Linked DNA regions of Zea mays: region 1 is linked to region 2. The links are chromatin contacts, called in public Hi-C maps. All regions are on one chromosome and are shown on one strand. The core of a region is the stretch at or near the end of the contact, and the rest is flanking DNA. Distances in the headings are between cores, read along the strand shown.

Region 1 (7,015 bases), core at 3,026-5,525, 160 kb after region 2:
TGGTAAGCTCCTTGATGCATCACCTGGGTGAAGTCTGCCAGGAAAGCGTCTTTGTTCTTTTCAACTTCACCTATCTCCCTCTGTAGAACATTCAAGAACTGGGGGAAAAAGCATATGGAAATGGGTAAAATATCCATGGCATAGTTGATTCCTAAAACAATTGAAGGCACAGTGGTAAAACAGAAGGTTGAGGTCATGCATCATTAAGTCTTCTCTCAACTTAAAAAAGAAAAAAAGATATCCAGCCCCTTCTATTCAGATTTCACCTTCAGCTAGCATTATAATATACAAGAAAAGGAACCGCTCAACAACAAGAGGATGATTTCCAGACAGGGTGATAACCTGCTCAGTGCGATCTTCCGCGATGACATTATGAAAACCAGCATCCTTCAGCATCTGGGTTGCCATATAACCAGTCGTTAGAGGAGCTCACCCTTCTGATCCACGTATTCCAATGCAAGTAGACAGATAATACGTGGCTGTAACAGTAGAAACAAACCTGTCCATAAGCCTTCACGTCGTGAAGGTCATAGCCTCTCTGCTTAATGTACGCAGCAAATTCTTCTGATGGTTTTCCAGGATTCTTACAGTAGTCGCTGATTAGGACTTTGCCGCCGGGCTTTAGCCATTTGAAGAAGCTTCTGAACAGAGCAGGCTTGTCCTATAATAAAACAAAGCGGGGCATCTGTCAGGAATATGGATTTTGATGCTAACTTTAACATTCAGATGTCATCAACAACCTAAAGGACGACATCTTGGATACATTTTTCCCTGAAACCAACTTCGAGTACATTTATCAATTTGGTATATACTACATACAAGGAGAAAGAGTGCCACAACTTAAGTTGTTTTCACCTGAAGATGCATTTCTTCTATTCCATGATATAACTGTGGAAATAAGTAGTAACTACTTACACGGAAAAGGATTGAATTATAGAGTGAAACATACTTGTATGTGAAGGATGGTGTCACGGCTGTAGATGACGTCAAAACTATTTTCTGGGTAATCCTTTGTGGTGCAATCAGCAACTTCGAATTCAACAGAGCACTTGCGTCCAATGGCACGTTCAATTGCAAATGAAACCATGTTCACCGAAAGATCAATACCAAGAACATGGACATCATAGTTTGCAGCCATGTAAAAGTCGCCGCCTCCAATTCCACATCCGACATCAAGTACTTTCTGGCCCGGTTTAAGATCGAGCATGCCCACAAATTCCTTTGTAGTCTCTGTTCATGAAACGGATACAGTGTGATCTATGTATAGCATAAATGATTGGTGAGTTAGCAGTAAACAAAGGCAATTGATGGGCTCACCGATTCCACCAGTGCTCACAAAACCTTCACCAAAGACACGCTCATAACGTAATATCCCACTTGTTTTGTATTGCACGTTGTCCAGGAATCTTTGAAAATCTCTGTCTTCTGTTGATTTTACCTTTTCCCATAACCAGCATATCTGTAGATATTATTTACTTATGTCAGTCAGTAATTTCAATTTAACTGCAACACAAGATTTAACAAGCGCATTCAAGCACAGAAGTACCTGGTTTTGATTCTTCTTGTTTTTGACATAAGCCCCAATGCATTTACAGGTCACTAGAGAAAGTTCAAACGAACCTCCATCTTGATCAAATGAATGGCCCTCTTTAAATACCTGTGTGCACAAAAATATTAGCTACTGGAAAACAATGATAGAGTATGGTTTATTAGTGACCAACCGATTGTATATATGGAAGATAAAACCTAGCTCTTTGGTACCTTGGTATAAAACCTTGGTTCTCGATAGTGTGTTGGGTTCACCTTCCTTTTGGAATCTCCAGATTGGTGAAAACATGATTCTCTAAAGAAAATATGGCCTCCGACCTTTAACCATTTTACCATTTTCCCCACAAGCTTTTGGACCTATAATATGAGTTAACAGTTAAAAACTTACAGTAATGAAAAGCGAGGTTTTAAGTATTAATTTTTTTTCCAAAAAAAATTGTTTAGAGCTTTCTAGTATGGGTGTTGTTTATTGAAGTGAGATCAGATGAAAGATGGAATCGATTGATGCATGTAAATATTCTACACTTCTTCTGAAAAGAGTGGTCATAGCGCACCAGCATTCATAACTCATAAGTATTTCCGGTTCTTACCTCCTCATCTGAAAGATACATTAATAGCCAGTTTGAAAATATCAGATCAACAGAGTTATCTTCAATCTTCAAGTCGTTAGATGTCACATCGGCACACCTGAAGGTTATGTTCTTGTGATGCCCATTTATGCTTTGGTTCTACAAGAAGAGAAAGAAGTGAAAACTTGTGTAACTAAGCACATAAGTATTTCATTCAGATGCATGAGAATCCAGAGGTAGAAAACGCACCTTCTTAATCACACTTTCAATAAAGTCTAGTGCCAGAACGTGCCCAGCTTCTTTTGCCAGATCTCCAGTAAAGCGTCCAATTCCAGCACCGAGTTCTAGAACTGATTTCCCTTTGTAAGAGGGAAGCAAAGACAGGATCTGCAGATCGGTAGTGAAAATTTGAGTACTCAAATTGTTACTGAACATTTTTTTCCCACAAAACATGATTTAACTAAGACATGACTTGGTGCTCTTCCTTTATTGAAAAAAAAACAGTGTACTATTCATCGGTTATGATGAACGTAGGAGGGTAGGCCTGGTATAGTGGCGAGTCACGGGTTCAAAACAGCCTCACCCTCTAGCGCTGGATCTGCCCTTTCCTACTGACTTCTCTAGAGTCTACTCATTTCCCTGCTCGCTTTATAGACCCTACTTAGCCTTTGGCGTAGGGTCTATCTTTTTTTATCGATTAAATGATTAAGTTACGATACTATGATCTCATAAGTCTCCAAGTCAACTGTACAGTTTCATAATCGTTCTGCACTGTTTCATAATTGATACCAGCAAGCAACGAGGCACAGATATTATGTTGTCATTTAGTTTAGTGCACATCTCTGTTGAGCTCATATTAGCAAAGCACGTTGAACGTCGTCAAGCCACGTCACAAGCACTTAGTGCTAAAATAAGAAAGGATTTGTTAGCGGTTCGTTTGGCTTTGCAATTGGCTAGGTGTCAAGTCTGAGGATGTTCAGATTTGAAGCAGTGAATCTGCTGGTCTCAGGACATAACTGGAACGGAGCATACACACTCAAAAGGCAAGTGTCAGCATCAGTGTCTCTGCCTCAGCTGTCAGCTCTAACGCTTTCTTAAAAAAAATCGTCACGTTTTCGTTGATCAATATATCGCCGATGCGACTGTCCTGGGAAAAAAATTACTGTCCAGTTATGAACATATCGAGCAGTTGCTGTCAAGGCAACTTTTTCCCAGAGGGTGAACGCTGAACAGAGGCCATGCCGTGCCATTACAGCACGGGCCAATCATTTTTCTGCGTCCGAGATATGGCAAGATTCCGGTATGGACAGAACGTAAGCACCCCCAAAAAAAAGTAAATCATTCAGCAGCAGCAGCAACGGAAACGAAAACGGGGGGAGCCGGAGAGGAGGATGTTGATGCAGCACCTCGGGTCGCTCTTCCTTGTCGAGGTCGGCGGCGCGGGAGTCGAGCATCATGGACTCGACAGTGAGGCACTTGGAGTGCTCCTCCCAGTAGCTCTTCTGCACCTTGCGCTCCACCTCCCCGATCCCTGCACGCGCGACGCAGCCGCCGCCGAAAACAAAACCCATGTCAGATCGCATCAACCCAACAGAACAGAACCCTTCCCGTCCGCCAACCAGCCCAGAAAACCCTTCCCTCCCGTCTCCGCCCACCACCTGTTCGAGTTCGGCCCGGCACTACGGCGAGCAACAGTAAGGGGGGATCCGCGGGCCCGCCCGTCAACTTACCATTCGCAACGGCCACCACGGGGACGCCGACGGTGTCCATCTCTCGAGTCCTTCCTTCCTTCCTTTACGGACGACGGTAGGTGTGTTGGGTTTTATTTCTTTCCGTTCTCTTTCGTTGTCGTCTACGGCGTTATAAAAGCTGCAGCGCGAGGAGAGCCGGATCGAGGGGTTTTCGGTTGCGCTGCGTGCGTGGGGCGGGTGCGTTTCAGGCGCCCTCGACTGCGCGGCGGGAGCGGGAGAAGCCGCGGGAGCGGCAGTTGTGGGCGAGGCCCCGCTGCTGCATCAACCGGATCACCAGCGCCCGAGCGTCCGGACCAGCGCGCGCGGCGGCGGGGCGGGCGGGCGGGGACGGGATCGGGTCAAGAGGACAGGGGGGTGTCCGCTCGCCGGGTGGAGAGGAGAGAGTGGGAATGGTGTGATGGATGAACGGGAAGGAGCGGTGAACGGGTCCTGCGGAGGGGGGCGGGGCTTTATAGGTGCGCGGCGGCGCGGTTGGGACTTGGGCGATGCAGCGGTGGGGAAGCGAGAATCCCCGTGAAGATCTGGGTGGGGCAGTGCGCGCCCTCGGATCGTCTGCTCCCGTTGGAAGAGCCGCGCCATGGCCGTCCGTCCCGTCTCTCGTCTCGTCTCGACCTCGGTTAACATCTCTGCTGCATCCCAGCCCAGACTCCCAGCGCGGTTGCGAGTGCGCGGGCCGCGCCGAACTGAGCAACCCCACTGTTACGTGCCTAAACATTCTACGAGTATTATTGCCGCCGAGGCCCGAGGTGCATGGACCAGACTACCAGAAATAACTAGTACTAAGTCTTTTTATTATTTTACTCTAAGTTTAACCGACTTATTTTATTTAAAATATTTGTGAGACTGACCGCAGCCGTGACCAATTTTTCTCCTATATCACTTTTTGTATCATATCATCAATATTTCACCCCCTAAATTTTCATCTCCCGCAGCGGTTCCCTCTATATTATCCCTTATACTCCACTACAATTATAAAATATCATTATCTAACTCTTTTCATCTTTTATTACTATTTTTTCAACTATTAAATAGGGGAGCACTGTGCAAAGAGGCGCTACAGTGCTCCCCTTGATCTGGGGGAGCAGCGCGGCATCCCCTAGCGCTGCAACGCGTACGGGGCATTTGGAGGCCAGCGCTGCGCGCTTAGAGGCCCCCTACGCGTATACAGTGCTAGGGGAGGGGGCACCGTGCGGCATGCGCCGCGGACGGTCTGAAGATGTGCATGGACCAGACTACCAGAAATAGCTAGTACTAAGGGTCCGTTTGGTTGGTCTATGGCTGTGAAAAAGCTGCTATGGGCTGTGAGCTGTGAAAAAAATTGTTGTGAGTTGTGAGCTGTTAAAAAACTAAAAAAACTGTTTGGTGGAAACCACTAAAAACTGTTAAAATTTATTCGATATATGTTTTCACAGTTCCATCCGAAAGCCACTAAAAGCAGGTTTAGGGGTGCTTTCAGTTTTGCACTGCGAGAAAGTCGGCTTTTAGAAAAAAAGCTGTTTCCTGGATCCATCCTTTTGGTTTGCCTTTTGGCTTTTAGGGGATAAAAGCCAAAGTCAAAAGCCAAATCAAACACACCCTAAGTCTTTTGACTTTTTTATTTCAAGTTTAACCGACTTATTTTATTTAAAATATTTATGAATACATAAAAAATAGTTGATAGTTAAAGTACGTTGTATGATAAACTAAATTAGAATAAAAATAAATAATAACGGTCAAACTTGGTCTCAAAAGTCAAAACCACATCATTTTGTGACGGAGGGAGTAGCTGATTGCGCATGCACCGCTGTGCTCTTCCCAATCCCATGAGGCCAGAGCCCAGAACGGAACAAGTTTCGCATGTCAGCTTTTTCCTCAATCCCGAGAGTGTTTTGCATGTTTGCAATATATAGCATCGTTCGGGTTTAACGGCACGTTTGGATCGTAGTGTTAAAGTTATAACTTTTATAATTTAAACTTTAGCGCTTCGACACCTAAACCAGAGTGTTAAAAGTGAAGTGCTAAATTTTATCTTTCAATAGCATAGCAGTTTAACTCTTTAAGATGTGCTAATTTTAGCACCCTTCTAAATTTTAGCATATAATATCCAATCAGGCCCTAAGAAATATAAAAAATGAACGAGATTATGGACCATGCGTTGCTTATTTTGGTTGGCGACGCTGCTGGCGTGCGGCGTGTTTAGCCTGCCTTTATTTCTTTCTTCCGAAATTTGTTTAGCTTTTTTAAAAAAATACCGGTGTTCCTATCGTCGAAAAAATGGAAGGCATTTTATGGAAATATAACATTTCTATCTTTTTTATAATAAAACATAGCCAAACTTATAACATATAAACGACATACAGTTGAGATAATATCATAATAACATGCAATAGTTATGCAGAATATAGTTTAATGGGAAAAAATAACTGTTATAGTTGTTCAATGCAAGATATTATTTTTGTAGATCCAAAACATATGGCAAACGTCATAGATAATAAAACCCAAACTCTCCTGTAATTTAGAAACGTTTAACTAGATGTCCATACTAAGGATGTGAATTTGAGAAACCACATTTATAGCAAACGTAGATGAGGAAAACAAACCATGTTTCTTGTTTTTTTTCCAAATAAAAAAACTGTAAGCTACGACGACATGGGACAATTTTGGTCCTTGCATTCTTTTGTGCTTCACGTGACCGGGGCCGTTAGACGCGTGGTGTGCATCTGGTGGGCGAATTCTGGTGTTGCGTAGGACGGCGGGGGATGCTGTGTGGGTGTTGCCTGAGGTGGAGGCAAATAATTGGGCATGGTGGATTCCCTTTGGTACCCTGGCCCCCACTTGATTGGTGTTTTCGTCTCTTTCATGATGATACTACCGCACTGGTAAAAAAAATCAGTCCTTTTTACTCCATCCGTTCCAAATATATGTTTGTTTCAGAGTTAAAGCGTCTAAAATTCGTCAAATTCGTGGATTCTTCAACAATTATACTTTTCATATTATACTTGATGTCATATATTTTTTGTAATTTAAGTTAAACTCGAGACGCTTTTCCTCTCTACAGAAATTGAAATAATTTATAATTTAAATGGATTGAGCATAAGATAATGCGTAGTTTGTCTGCTAGGAATCGAGAAAGGTCGTTTATGCAGAAAACCGTATGCGCGCTGTTGC
Region 2 (6,562 bases), core at 3,499-5,998:
TCGATCGGGCGGTCGATCCAGGAGATACTACGGCACGGCACACGGCAGGCCAAACCCCAAACAAAAATGAAAAACACACAAGTGCGAGTTCGGTGGGCTGCACGCTAGCTGCCACCACATGCCGGCTCGATCTCGGCCGCAGCCGCAGCCCGCAGGCGTATCATCCTTCCTTGTATCGACGCCAATTAGCGATGATGATGGGGCTGCGCTGAGCTGGTCAATCTCGCCGCACCGCGCAGGATCCAAAGCCTCCGTCCGTCGGAGCAGGGGCACGCAACGGTTAGCTGCGGCTGCGGCTTTGTTTACTAGCAGAGCTCATCATTAGCTCTCGGTTTGCGTCCGTCCTAATGATTGTTTGTTTGTTCTGCGTTTTGGACGACGACGTAGTCTGCTTTTAATATTGGCTCTGCATATACATTTGCATCCGTCAGGGTCAACTGCTGCTGCTGCTGCTCTCCGGCCCATGTTTATGTTCTTCACGAACACGTAATATTAATAACCGAGAGTTAACTATCTTGAGCGGCAGCAGCAGCGAGCTGTACGTACCTGACTGACGGCAGCATCCGTCGCGGAATTATTATTATTATTATTATTATTAATATTATTATTATTATTATTATTATTATTATTATTATTATTATTATTATTATTATTATTATACATGGTGTCATAATGATGGGAGTTCCTGTACTATGGCTGCTCCTACACAACGTCCATTAATTAAGCACCTGCTAGTTTGGAGTGTAGATCACTACTATTAAGCTACTAGTGCCTGACTGATGGCTATTGATTAGAGGCTGACACGAGTACTAACTACTCGTCTTAAGTCACCCACTGCTGCAGTCCGCCTACTGCCCAGGTGCACTTGCATTGGCCTTGCTTGGCTCGCAAGAAGCATTCGGTTTAGGCGCACTCAGCTCATACAGATTATAGAAACGCCTAACTAGTATAGCTAGCTCACTCATGTCGTTTCACGGGATCCTTAGGCGCATGGCATGGCGACTCCTCCGTCCGCGTAATGCAGCACTCTTTCTTGATGCGTGATCGCCGAGACGGCGATTTTAATTATTAGACGCACGCGACGCGACGCGACGCGGCGTGACAGCGACCGGATGCACTCCTGATCATCAGTAGTTAACCGTCCGGATCTACTCTACTACCCGCCCCTTGAAGATTCCTTCACTCGGTCCGTTGCTTGGAAGGGAGGGGAAAGGCGGCGAAAGCAACAGAAAGAAAGATAACAAAAAGGCCGGATCACTGCTCGGAAGGATGAGCTGACGGCAGTCATCGGATTGCACCGAACGGGCGAGGCGGGTGCATATCCATATATCCAATACATATCGTCCCGTATGCATATCCGCCGCCGGTGGCTCGTGGACCGTGGTCCTGGGTCCTGCGACTCCGACTCAGACGTGCGCGCGGCGGTGTGCTCGGTGCGGTGCCGTCCAATTGTACTCGCGCGCGGCGCGTCCATGCCGGCTGCCGGGTCTCAGTCTGACGCGCTTGCCGCCTGGGACTGGGATGATGCTGCCCCATACCACCGTCCCCGTACGGCGACGACCATATCCGAACCCGGCCCAGCGTTTTGTATCTGGCAAGTTAAAGTTATTACGGGTAAAGTAAAGATTAGGGAGGGAGGGAGGGAGAGGCAGGCAGGCCGCATCGAGCGTATCGGCGCTCGCTTCGCTTGCGTTGCGTGCGTGATGAGACGGCTGGCAACCGACTGGTTCACAGTCTGGAAAGCACAGGCAGACAGCGGTGAAGGGTGTGGTGAACCCCCTACAGCGCGGCCAGTAGCCAGCTCCAGATCCCGCATTGACACGCTACCCAGAGGAGCCAGTAGCGCGGGCGGGCGAGCGACGAGCCCCCCCTAGTGCTGCATTGGCAGGCAAGCAGGGTAAAAAGCGCTGGCCGCCGGGGTGGATGTGGATCGGCACCCACGCCAGGATATCCCTCTCCACTCCTCGACGTCCCCACCCACCGGGAGAAAAAAAAAATATCCCCACTCGGCGGCGGGGCTCGCACGTGGTCCGTTCCTGGACCCCCGGGTTACGGAGTCCGAGCTCTCAAGGTTTTCGACCAGTGCGCGCTGCCCAAGTTTACTCCGGAATGGCATTGGCAGAGACCCTTTCTGCGTCCGCGCTGACGCTGCGCTTTTCCGTGTCGACGCGGCTCTCTCTCTGGATTGGAACCTTCGGTGCGTGCCGTGCTGGGGAAGCTCGAGCCGCGGGGGATTGGAGATTGACACACACACACGGTCACGGCTGTCTCACGGTCTTCCACCTGTACGCGGTGAATTTTACTAGGACTGGACCAATCCATCCAGGCTTTACGTGTGTGAATTCGTAGCAGCTAACGAGAATGTTCGACTCGGCGATCCTATGCCAGAAACAGAATGGGAGGAAAGGAAAGAACAGAGATTCTTGAAATCCATGAAGCCGACCGATAAACAGGGCAAATTTGGGGTGGTGGAAAGAAGGAAATCCATTGCATTGTTGTTTGTGTCACACAACAATCTAGTACATTGCATTTCACCATCACAGGGTGAACTCACACGGAGATGCCACTCGCGATCAGGCGGGCTAGCGTCAGCTTCTCCTGCATTGTGGGCGCCGTCGGCGTCCGTGTCGAGGGGCTCGGCGGCCTGGTCTGCCCTCTCTTCTTCCTCTGTTCCGGCACCGCCGTCGCCGACGCAAGGGCCCTCGTCCACCGTCGCGTCGGACGATGCTTCGGCTGGTGCGGAGAGCACGTCGATCCAGCCCTCGTCGGAGTCCCACCAGTCCGGCAGCGCCGAAGCAGGGCAGGCCAACGCGCCGATCCTGTCGGCGGTGCTCTGTGCCGACACCGCGTCGACGTCGACGTCGTGGTGGTGGCGGTGGTCGTCGTCGCTGTCGCTGTCGCTCTCGGACTCCCAGAATGCCGCGTCCAGCGTGCTCTTTGGCGACACCCACGTGCCCTTGGCGCCGTCCAGGTCCAGCGTGCTCTTGGAGGCGACGAACGGGTGCTCGAGCAGCTGCGCCGCCGTGGACCGGTCGCCGGGGCGCCGCGCCAGGCACCGGCCCAGGAAGTCCTTGGCCTCGGCGGACAGCCACTGGGGCACCTCGGGGACGGCGTCCGTGTACCCGATGAGGCGCACCGCGGCAAGCACGTCGCCGGCGGCGGCGGCCCACGGCGCGCGGCCGGTGGCCATCGCGAGGACGGTGCAGCCCAGCGCCCAGACGTCGGCAGGCGGGCCCTGCGCCTCCGCGCGCGCCACCTCCGGCGCCATGAACGCCGGCGTGCCGCCGATCGGCAGCGCGGCGTCGTCGTCCGCGGCCCTCCTCGCGCACCCGAAGTCGGCGAGCTTGGCGCGGCCGTCGGCGCCGACGACCACGTTCCGCGGCTTGACGTCGCCGTGCACGAGGCCGGCGGCGTGGACGTACGCGAGCCCCGCGGCCACGTCGGCCGCGTACGCCGCGACGGCGCGCTCCTCGAGCCGCCCGCCGCTCCGGGCCGCGGCCACGTCGGCCAGCGACCCGCCGGGCGCGTACTCGAGGAAGAGCTGGTACGAGCCGTCGCGCCCCGCGCGGCCGCCGATGCATGGGACGACGTGCGGCGAGCGGAGGCCCGCCATGAGCGCGCGCTCCCGCCGCAGCAGCTCCGCGCCCGCCGCCGCCGGCGCGCACTTGACCGCGAACAGATCCCCCGACGCCTGGTCGGCGGCCAGGAACACCTCCGCGCCCGACGCGCCGCGGCCCAGCGTCCTCACCCGCGTCCACCTCCCGCTCACGGCCATCGCCATGCCGCGCGCGGTTGTTGCGATCTGCTTGCTTGCTTGCTCTTCTTGTTTGTTTCTCGCGTGCTGCTGTGGTGGTGGTTGTTTCTGTTGGCCCTGACTTGTCTCGAGCTGGCCTTGCGTTGCTGAGTCCTTTTTGTGGCGGGTGCCAGGTGCGTTTGTTTATATATAGGGGGGATGGGGGATGCTATTGCTTGTTCTTGGGATTAGGAAGGACTGCAAGTTTAGAACATGGAAGGTGTTTGGCGTGTGGCAAAAGCGCGGCGCGCGGGGGAAATTAGAGATACCGATGGATACGGAGGCCAAAAGGAAAAGGCGTGGGAAGCAAGTCTCTGCTTCTCCCGCGGCCACGCGCTCGTGCGTGAATGCGGTGTGTGTGAACGACCGGCCGAATGGGCATGGACATGGACTCTGCTTCTCGCGACTCGCGCGCGTGGTGGGAACGCGCGGGGGCCTGACCGAGGGTGAAGCTTCACAGTCCACCCGCTTTACCCCGCGCCCGTCAACTCCGACGACGCTCAGGCTCGGACCGGAGGGTACTTGCACATCCCGTTCCTCGCTCGCTCGCTGACAAGTTCTGGGCAAGTCCACGGCTCCACGTACTAGAAGAGATAGAGAGTTCTACGAAACAGCGTGGAGCTCATCCACGGGGTGCACGAGGCAGTCTGTGTGCTTTGCTCCGGTCCGGAGGGGCCACGGTTGGTCGCTCCACACTCGCTTTGTCTGTAGCGTTGCACAAGTCCACAGCAAAGTTATGGTGTGTAGCCACCAAATCCTCCATCAAACAAACAACAACAACTGCTACTACTACAGAGGGAAAAAAAACATTCTCGAAAGGAAGAAAAAAAGTCTTTCTTTGAGTCTGGACAAGAGGACCGGATACATTCGCGGGCGTGTAACGCAAGCTCGGACGCAGCGGTCGCGTCAGCGCTCAGCACTGGCCGGCCGCTGCACCCTGCTATAAGCTGCGGATGGCGCGCGATTGCTCCGATTCCAAGCTGCAGTCGCGGTCAAATGCATGTATGTACCGACGGTACGGTGTCGTTCACGAACGCTGCCGTCCCGTGCATGCACTGATGCATGTGGTCGTCCGTGGCCGTGAATCGTGCCGGCCGTCGTTCGTTGCCCCGCCTGAACCACGCCGCCATAAGGGATCAACCCAACGCCGCAACGCGGGCGGCTGAAACGGCAGAAAAGGGAAAGGAATCCGTTTCGATGTTTTTTTTTTGGAAATAGCAATGTGTATTTGGAAGATTGGATGAGTTTTAGGGGTGGTTTGTAGGAACTAATTTTTAGTTCTTATATTTTATTCTATTTTAGTCATTAAACTGGTAAATATGGAAACCAAAAATAAAATGGAGTGACTAAAATTTAGTCATTGTAAACTAAAACATCCTTTAATTAGTTATCATGATTTATAGGAGAGCATGAAATACTTTTTAAAGCACGGTATTTTAGCTGATATGTTTTATCTAAAAAGTGGATAAGCATGAAAAATATCTAGCGTTTTACGTAGAAAGAGCGTAGATCAATATGTGGCAGAGCCAGGAATCTATACTATTTATTAAAGCTCCAAGAGTAGTCTGTCATTCTTGGTTTTGTTATTTCCTATTCTGCCACACCTGGTTCTGTCATTTTCATTCTTTGTTCTCCCCTTTTCATTCCCATTCCCCGTCCTCTCCCATGCTGCCTTCCATTCCCATTCCCTTCCTTTACCATTCTCCATCCTCTCTCTCGTGCCCACTTCCATTCCCATTCCCATGGTTTTGCTACCAGCCGATAAAAATGTCCAAAAAAACGATTATATGGATCAAACTCTGACCAACACACAGCCAACAAAAACCGTCCCTTCTAACCAATAGCACTATTGTTCTTTCTTGTTGTACTAAGAAGCTTTCATCTATTCACTAGGTGAACGTCTGTGCATTGCTACGGAGTGAACATGTTATGATAAGATATATTTAAATTAAAAAATTATATTTTCCATTTTATGTTTTTGTTATCATCTTTTAAAGTTAAGATTTTTTACATAAGTCTTACACATCGAACAAATCCACCATGTACATTAAAATGCAATGCTTATCGACCACTCAAGTAAATCTGCTCTTGTAACTTAAAGTAACCAAAATTAAACAATGATCAGCAACCACCTTGTGCTAAGGTAGAAAAATAACAAGCACAAATTTGTAATAAATGATATCATGTATTGCATCTGAGTACAAGCACATGTAGGTCCACCAAATAAGTTTGTTACATGGAAACAAAATGAAGAACTTTAAAAGATGGTAACAAAAACATAAAATGGAAAATATAATTTTAAATTTCAATATATCTTATTATAACATGTTCACTCTATAACAACGCATGGACGTACACCTAGTAAAATATAAGAGAGGCCAAACAACCCCTATTTATATGTTTTCTTAGTTTGTACTAGTCGACAACGAAAATATGCAACGATTGTCAAATTTTGAGAAATAAATTGTATAACATCATCTCGAATAGACTAGCCAAATGGCACATCAAGCCAAAATCTAGCTACTCAACAAAAAAAACTCTCCAACAGACTAGCCATTTGACTTGCCTAGCTATATGTCTTTCTGAATTAATCTCCTTTCTAGCCAAACTTGGCTAGCTACTCCAGCTAGCCAAACTGACTTGCCAAGTCTGGGATGATGTGTATGACCCATATGTCGGTGTGTGAAGAATGTAGCGATTGGGACTTGAGAAATGGGAAATTGAGTCTGCTGTAGTGAGATGCTACATATAAAATAGATCAAATGGATT

What was found. Hi-C and Micro-C count contacts between places; a contact is called where the count stands out from the background.
Region 1: a Hi-C map of bundle sheath shows a contact between it and region 2, with 2.1 times the contacts expected there. The contact joins the promoter of LOC100383478 here to the promoter of LOC103630680 in region 2. A contact is called at or near these places in 3 of 25 Hi-C or Micro-C datasets (bundle sheath, ear and endosperm).

What each region holds. Positions count from the first base shown.
Region 1 is chr6:173,815,581-173,822,595 of Zm-B73-REFERENCE-NAM-5.0, forward strand. LOC100383478 (Phosphoethanolamine N-methyltransferase 3) reads right to left here and starts at 4,276. Exons shown (of 12, transcript NM_001176126.1): 1 at 3,848-4,276; 2 at 3,524-3,648; 3 at 2,367-2,504; 4 at 2,139-2,276; 5 at 1,762-1,905; 6 at 1,547-1,657; 7 at 1,318-1,459; 8 at 950-1,230; 9 at 500-661; 10 at 343-396; 11 at 24-98. The coding sequence starts at 3,887.
Region 2 is chr6:173,659,102-173,665,663 of Zm-B73-REFERENCE-NAM-5.0, forward strand. LOC103630680 (mitogen-activated protein kinase kinase kinase 17) reads right to left here and starts at 4,749. Exons shown (of 1, transcript XM_008651737.4): 1 at 2,330-4,749. The coding sequence starts at 3,781. The coding sequence ends at 2,330.